Linked DNA regions of Zea mays: region 1 is linked to region 2. A link is a contact called in public Hi-C data. All regions are on one chromosome and are shown on one strand. Each heading gives the region's core, a stretch centred on a gene start, on an enhancer-like site or on the middle of the called end of the contact. The rest is flanking DNA. Distances are from core to core; before and after follow the strand shown.

Evidence for each region. A called contact is a pair of places that touch in the nucleus more often than the background predicts.
Region 1: a contact with region 2 is called in a Hi-C map of ear, with 2.7 times the contacts expected there. The contact joins two enhancer-like sites. A contact is called at or near these places in 2 of 25 Hi-C or Micro-C datasets (ear and tassel).

The regions. Positions count from the first base shown.
Region 1 is chr10:24,768,345-24,771,786 of Zm-B73-REFERENCE-NAM-5.0, reverse strand. No RefSeq gene overlaps it. Among protein-coding and RNA genes, the nearest start is that of LOC103640953, 5.2 kb to the left of the region's middle. Within about 2 kb of position 1,391, at least 16 of the 20 cell types and tissues checked have an H3K27ac peak or open chromatin away from gene starts, as enhancers often do. A contact at or near this core is called in ear and tassel, where this site is marked.
Region 2 is chr10:24,320,926-24,324,584 of Zm-B73-REFERENCE-NAM-5.0, reverse strand. No RefSeq gene overlaps it. Among protein-coding and RNA genes, the nearest start is that of LOC109943042, 5.5 kb to the right of the region's middle. Within about 2 kb of position 2,279, at least 15 of the 20 cell types and tissues checked have an H3K27ac peak or open chromatin away from gene starts, as enhancers often do. A contact at or near this core is called in ear and tassel, where this site is marked.

The DNA.
Region 1 (3,442 bases), core at 142-2,641, 450 kb before region 2:
TGATTAACTTGATCTAGTCCAATTTAATCTAATGGGGTTAATCTATTCTAGCCTAATAAAACCAAGTCTAATCGGCTCATATTTCTTACACTTGTCTAAAGGATAGAGCAAACTAACCCAGATTAGTTGATAGATTAAACGCTACACTTAGAAACTCTTTTCCCACCTAGTTCACCTAAACCTAAAATAGTGCCCTAGACCAACTCGGCCATATACAAGCAAGCAAACCAGATTTTGTCATAAGCACACTCAAACTATGCCACCTGCCTATTGACTATCTGTTCTTACCTACAATCTATCATAACTATATGTCCCTAACTCGAATGACGACTCCAAGATCGAAGACAGAAGATGATCGACCTCATCAAGTCCACGAAGGATAGGAGCCAAGCTAGATCTCCAAATGAGTCAAGATCCATCGTCCAGTTTAAAGCTCTTCTTACCCTAATCTTTCTTACCACGACCTTTACTTGCTTTAACCATCTCTCATCTTACCTACTAGGTGGCTAGACATAAGAGATGCTCATGCTTTTCTAATCACCTAATTAGTATTAAAAGACTAAAAAAAGACCTTTCAATTTTTGAACTAATTAGAAACTAAAAGCTAAACTGCAAGCAAAACTTCTGCAACCCTTTCTTACTAATCTCGAGAACGAGATTATTTTTAAGGGGGTAGAAATTGTAACACCTGAAATCCTATTTTGGGATTTTACAAATTCTAAATAAGTTTTCTCCAAAAGATTTGAGATAAAATGACTAATAATAATAATAATTTCATTCCCTTATAAACTATATTTCTCTAAATTAAATGAATAAAAATAGTAAGAATTTGACATTCAAAACTAAGATACAAAAACTTAAAACAGAAGGTTGGGACAAAAAATAAAAGAAAGACCTTGAATCCATTTATTATTTCCCTTCTAAACTATAAAGAACTCTTTAAAAATATTTGGATAACTCTTGGCAAAGATTATATATTACTTTCTCCAAAAAATGTGAGTAATGAATATTCATTTTTGTTAACTTTTAATTTGACCACCTATCCCAAATAATATTTTCTTAAAAATGAATATTGAGTATATTGCATATTCGAGGCATTTAGATAAAACAAATTGATGTAAATATATATAAAATAAAACTAGACTTTGCATATATGCTGGAAGTTTTATCACTTGTGCATTTAAGATATGAATGGGGAAACCCAAAACTGGTTTTGGATTTGAATTTGAATAAAGAAATGAAATAGAAGAAAATAGAATTGATAAAAGAAAAGGGGAAGGAACCAGACTTGCTTGGGCCGAATCTACCTCTCCGGCCCACCCTACCAGTCCACTACCATGCAGCCCGCTTCACCCTACGTCTCTGCTTCCCTCTCACCGATGCATGGGCCACCAGGTCAGCCACTCAGCCATGAGCCTGCAACTCCCCTTGACTGTGTGCTTGGCCGGTTGGCCCATGTCTCGCGCCCGCGTAAACGTGTAGCCTGGTCAGTCTCACTACCGCTGTCACTTGGGACCGGAGTGTCAGCTCTCCTAGCGTTGGCCGTTATAAGCGTGCGGATCACACGTCAAATCACCAGTAGATGCATGTCGATAGATTTGGGATTGTTGTTAGGAGTTCATTTCTTGGCCTCGGGCATATAAATGGGATCACCCCGCATTCCTCAAGGATATAAGAGAGCCTCGCCGAGAGACACACCGGCAACCGTGAGTGTATAGGTTAGCGGCAAGAGACATGGCCGCCGACATCGTCACCCGCTGCTGCCAACAGTTGGAGTCCACGAAGTGGATAGATGATTTATCGAGGTGTAGGGATCATGGCCGTTGATAGAGGGGAGGCTTGATCTTTCTTGAGGTATGATAACTTGATTGATGGAGATCTTGACGTTGATGACCCAAGGCTCCGAGCGAATGGATCCTCACAATCACTACACCAATGCTCATTGGTTATCACTCGTGACACAAAGTGACATCTCCACGAAGGTTTATCCCTGCAAGCGCTATCAAGAACACAAGCAGGAACAGGAAGAATGCAATCAAAACTGCATTGATTACGAGGTGGGGTCTCACAAACCGATGAACAACGATACTGTTCGATGATAGATATGATCTAAGAAAAATCCAAACCCTAATGTGGCGGTGGCTGCTGTTAAAATAGAGGTTAGGGGCATGCACAACCCCTGGAGGTACCTCTAATAGGCTCCAATGTAACACCCCTGGTGTTTATATTCCGCTCGACAACGAGTATTGATTTAAGCACGTAATATTGGTGGATAAAACGGATGCTAAATTTTAATCATCTTCGCCTATCGTGATTTTAATATCACATCTGTTTCTGTCTATTTAGACTCTTCCTAAGTCTTCGCGAAATGCAGAACACAATTGTTCCAAAAATTTGCGAGTCTGGTGCCTAATTAAAATCTATCGAGTTTGGTGTCATTTTCATTTCGATAATCTAAACAGCTAAAAAGGGTTCATGAAGCTTTTGGATTATTAAATCTTCGTTGCTGGCGAATTTTGAACTGTTCGAATCACGCGCGTAAGTGAATACGAAAATCAGAAGACTTCTGATTTTATGAACAATTTGGAGCCCGCGCTGTCCGAACAGAACGATGCGCCAGCTGATCAAGTGAATCGTTCCTCTTAGCATGTGATCGTTGGCGTCACATCAAATGATCGATCACTAGTAAGGATCGTAAAAATTAGACGGAATAAGAATAACAGTCTCTCTATCTTAATCTGTTTCGTCTGTCGCGAGTTCGACATCGTTTTTATTTTTATCTATTCGAGCTCCTCCTAAATTTTCGTAATGTTCGGAACATAGTTGTTCCGAAAATCGGTGAGTCTGGTGTTCGATTAAAATTTCTCGGTTAAGTAAATACAATTTGGAAAGCGCATGATTTTATAGCTTTGACCGCGTGCATTATCCGGAAGAGCGAGCGCAAGAGTAATAATCGGACTTATTTTTCCAGTATGTTGCTCTCGGCAAAGAAATCAAAGATGTTCAGATATCAGGAATATGTTCATCTGATTTTAAACCAGATCAAATCTCGTTTGGATATCGAAGTCGATATTGTTTCTTCAGCACGCTATTTTGGTGCCGAATTCAGTTTATTTCGGTCTGTCGTTTCTCGTACAGATCTAAATCTTCGGATATAGGTAACTGGTAAAAAATCATATTCCAGAATTGTTGGGACTTGTTCTCAAATGCTATGAATTAAGAACAAGGCAACACAAAATGTTAAATGTTAAAGCCCTTCGTCCTTCGAAGCATTATTTCCCTTAGGATATAACGATCTTCGGACGAAGGTTATGAAGGACATACCTTCATAAATATGACATGTATAACCAAACGGTAAAGCTTATAAAACACAGGAAAATAATATAAATAATAATATAACAGCATAAACATTTGTTATTGAGCCAATCATGAATATATGAAG
Region 2 (3,659 bases), core at 1,030-3,529:
CTCTTTATTTTGAACGATGCATAGATATTGAACGATTGTCTAAAGCTCGACGAACTGGCTCAAGTGGTCGATTGACGAGATGGCCTACAGGTTGATACTCTCACCCATCCATGATGAGCTATTGCTTCCTTGATTTTCAAATTGTGTTTGCCCGATGCCACAAATACTTTGGGTGCTATGTCTCTTCGACGTCGGCCATGTGCCCAGGTATTATGCCCAAAAGAAGTTTTTGCTCCATCATTGATCATTATTCTTGTTGTTGTCGCAAAGAGAAGTCGGTCAGTCTTGGTATAGGGGAGGTTTAAGCCCATCCCACGGAGCGTCTGGTTTAGCCCATTCTAGCCACAACCAACGTAATCACAACGCTCTAGCAAATCTTTCTGAATCAAGCATTCCTAGGCTATCGAGGTTTATTGGACGTGTCACCATTGGCCAGTTGACTTCGCATTTCCCTCCATTAGGTTTTCTCCTCCTGCCCAAAGGAACCTCTTCCTGATCTTATCAAGGTATTGTAGCACACACTTAGGGGCGTTGAGGACGGAAAGTGTGTGCGTCAGCTGAGAGAAAAGCACCGCCTTTGTAAGGATAAGTCTTCTAGCGTGGGTGATGTTGTGCCCTTTCTAGCTGCCATCCTGTTTTGCACCTTGTCCAACAGATACTGGAAATCAATCTTTCTCAATCGAGAAACTGTCAGTGGGATGTTGAGGTATCTGGCTGGGGAAAAAGCTCTAGCCATGGGCTCTACATGGTTTCATTGAGTTTCATATGATCACATCTTATTGTAACAAAGGACCATTTTGGCAAATTTGTTTGTAAAACGGATGCATGTCCAAATCCCTGTGAAATGAATGTCAGGGAGTCTAACTTGCCTTTGATTGGTTTGATGAAAATGACAATGTCATCTATGTACATTGAGCGCGACGTTGCGATCCGCTACTGGAGATTGGTGACAGAAATCCAACTTGAGTTGCTAGGTTGAGCATTTTATGCAGAGGCTCCATTGCTAGGACAAAAGGCAGGGGCGATAGCGGGTCGCCCTACCTCAGCCCCTGCCATGGTAGAACAATTGCCCTGAGATCCCATTGAGAAGCACCTGGGATGAGGATGTAGCTAGCATTGAACTGATCTAGTTTCTCCACCGGGATGGGAAACCAAACTGAGTGAGAAGGGTTAAAAGGTAGTCTGATCTGACAGAGTCGAAAGCTTTGGAGATATCAAGCTTGATGAGCAATATTGGAGATCTATTTTGATGGAATTTCCTTGACATGCCACGAATGTACAAGAAGTTATCATGGATACTTCTACCCTTGATGAAGGCGCTTTGACACTTAGAAATAATCTTCTCCATCATCAGTGCCAGCCTAAGCAAAAGAAGCTTCATAAACAGCTTCGCGACACTATGAATTAGGCTAATTGGTATGAAGTCCTCGATTTTTTCTACTCCTTCCTTTTTTGGCAGCAAGATGATATTAGCCTCATTTAAAATGTCAAAATTTTGAAACCTCTACACATGAAGAGTGTGCATGACCGCCATCAGGTCATGTTTGATGATGGGTGTAACACCCAAAATCACATTTTGGTGATTTAAATAATTCTCCAAAAAGATTTAAGATAAAATGTCTTCTGATAATGAATTCCTTTCTTTACAAAATATTTATTTCCCTAAAGTGAATAAATAGTAACATTTAAAATTTTGGTAGTTCAAAAGTTAGAGTTAAACTTTGAAAATATAATTGAAAATAAAAAACAGAAAAGAAAACATGGTGAAAGAAAAGCCCTTTCAGCTACCTACTAAAATGAAACATTCCTCTCATAAACCATAGAATTGGAAATACTAAAAATATATGTGGATTAAAGTAATTCTTGATAAGAGATTAAATAAAAACCTTTTCCTAAACTAAATAAGCATTAATCAATGAAATTTTAATAAACCCTTATAATTGGATTATGCATTCAAAATCATGATTCCTTTGGAATAAACAATGTATGAGTGGCATATTGAAGCATTTGCTTAAAATAAGATAAACTAATATATACATATAATTCATGCTCTTGGAGTGTTCATTTGAAATCTAGATTCAAAATTCAAGTTTGAAAAAAAATTAAAATTAGGAGACAATGTAGAAATTGGAGTATAGAATAAGAAAAAGGAAAAGAAAAAGGGAAATCGGCTTCTTGGGACAAACTGTTCACCGCTAGCGATCTCCACTGCATCCCGCGGCCCAACTTCGTGCAGCCCAAGCACCCGCACCGCTTCCACCAGGCCATCTCCGCAGCCCAACTCCCTCCTAGAGTATGCGCTTGGCCACTGCCAGGTGGGGCTGCTAAGTCATTGTCTCCAACGCATGCCCTCGTCTCCACGTCGGATTGCCAGGATTGCCTTCTTCGGAATTATTGGCTGATTTGGTTGCAACCGAAGCGGAGTTTGTTGAGATGTGATCAAAGCATGTGTAACAAACTCAACCGAAATCCTCTCGGATCCAACTGGTCAGGCTTTGCCTCTCGGGTATAAGATGGAGCCGCATCCTTCCCCTATATGCATATGTACCGAAGAAAGCTATCGCAGTAGGGAGACAGAGAGATCTGGTCGCCGCCAGTATCCTCGGACGCATGATCATCTAGGAGTGTGTTTGGTTGCGGTACAGTTAGGAAAGGAACGTTCCCTAGCATCTTCTATCATCCCTCCAACTTTGAGAGACAACTGAGGACAACATTAGGATAGTCATGTCCCAACCCTTAATCTTAAACATTGTCTCATCCCGTCCTGTCATGTCATTGCAACCAAACGCACCCTAGAACTCTAGTGGTGGATGGGGATCATCTCCGCAGCATCGCAAACATTAGGGGCGGTTGGAGGAACAGGAGAGCCGAGAACTCCCTCGCCAGGTCGTGACCACCACCGTAGTGCCGCAGAGTGGTGTGGACAGCAACTTCCACACCTTGAACTCTGGTAAGGCACCTCAGCCTAGATCTCTTTGATCATCGCGTCGCGTAGCTAGGTTTTGGTGGAGTTCGGGCGCTGGATGAGGGATCGCCTTGCCTCAACAATGGCGCCGCCGTGATAAATGATGGGCGATGACCGGCATGGTCGAGGTGGAGACGATGGGCACTGGGTAGTTGATTGCGTTTTATGCGGAGTAGATTAGATCGGATGGGAGCTTGATTTGTGACCGAACGATCGTAATCGGGCGGCTTTGGGAGGATCTCTGGTATTTAAAATCTCCGCCGTTCAAATCTGATCTAAGGACCTAGGGTGTGTATTGTTTTGATGTTAGTGGGACCTAATCAGGACCGTGCATGGTGGATCAGATGACTGAGCCGCGTCCATACCCCCTTCGCTGATGAATGTTTTTCGTAAAGACCACATGGACTTCTTGCAAATCAACCTGTCATCCTACTTTTACATTAGCACCCACGAAATTTACTTTTGGAATTGCAAACAGGTCCTTCGATTTTTCAAAAGAGTCCCTAGTGATTGATTTAGATATGTAGATCACATTAAAAATACCCTAAACTTCTTTAGCCCATAACTTTCTCATTATAACTTTGATTTGATCAATTCAAATTGCGTTAACTTTGTATTGAAATTGCCTACACATTAAACAACATTGTTTCACCATGATTTCAGAGATAATTAAATGTTAGTTTAACTTGGGCTC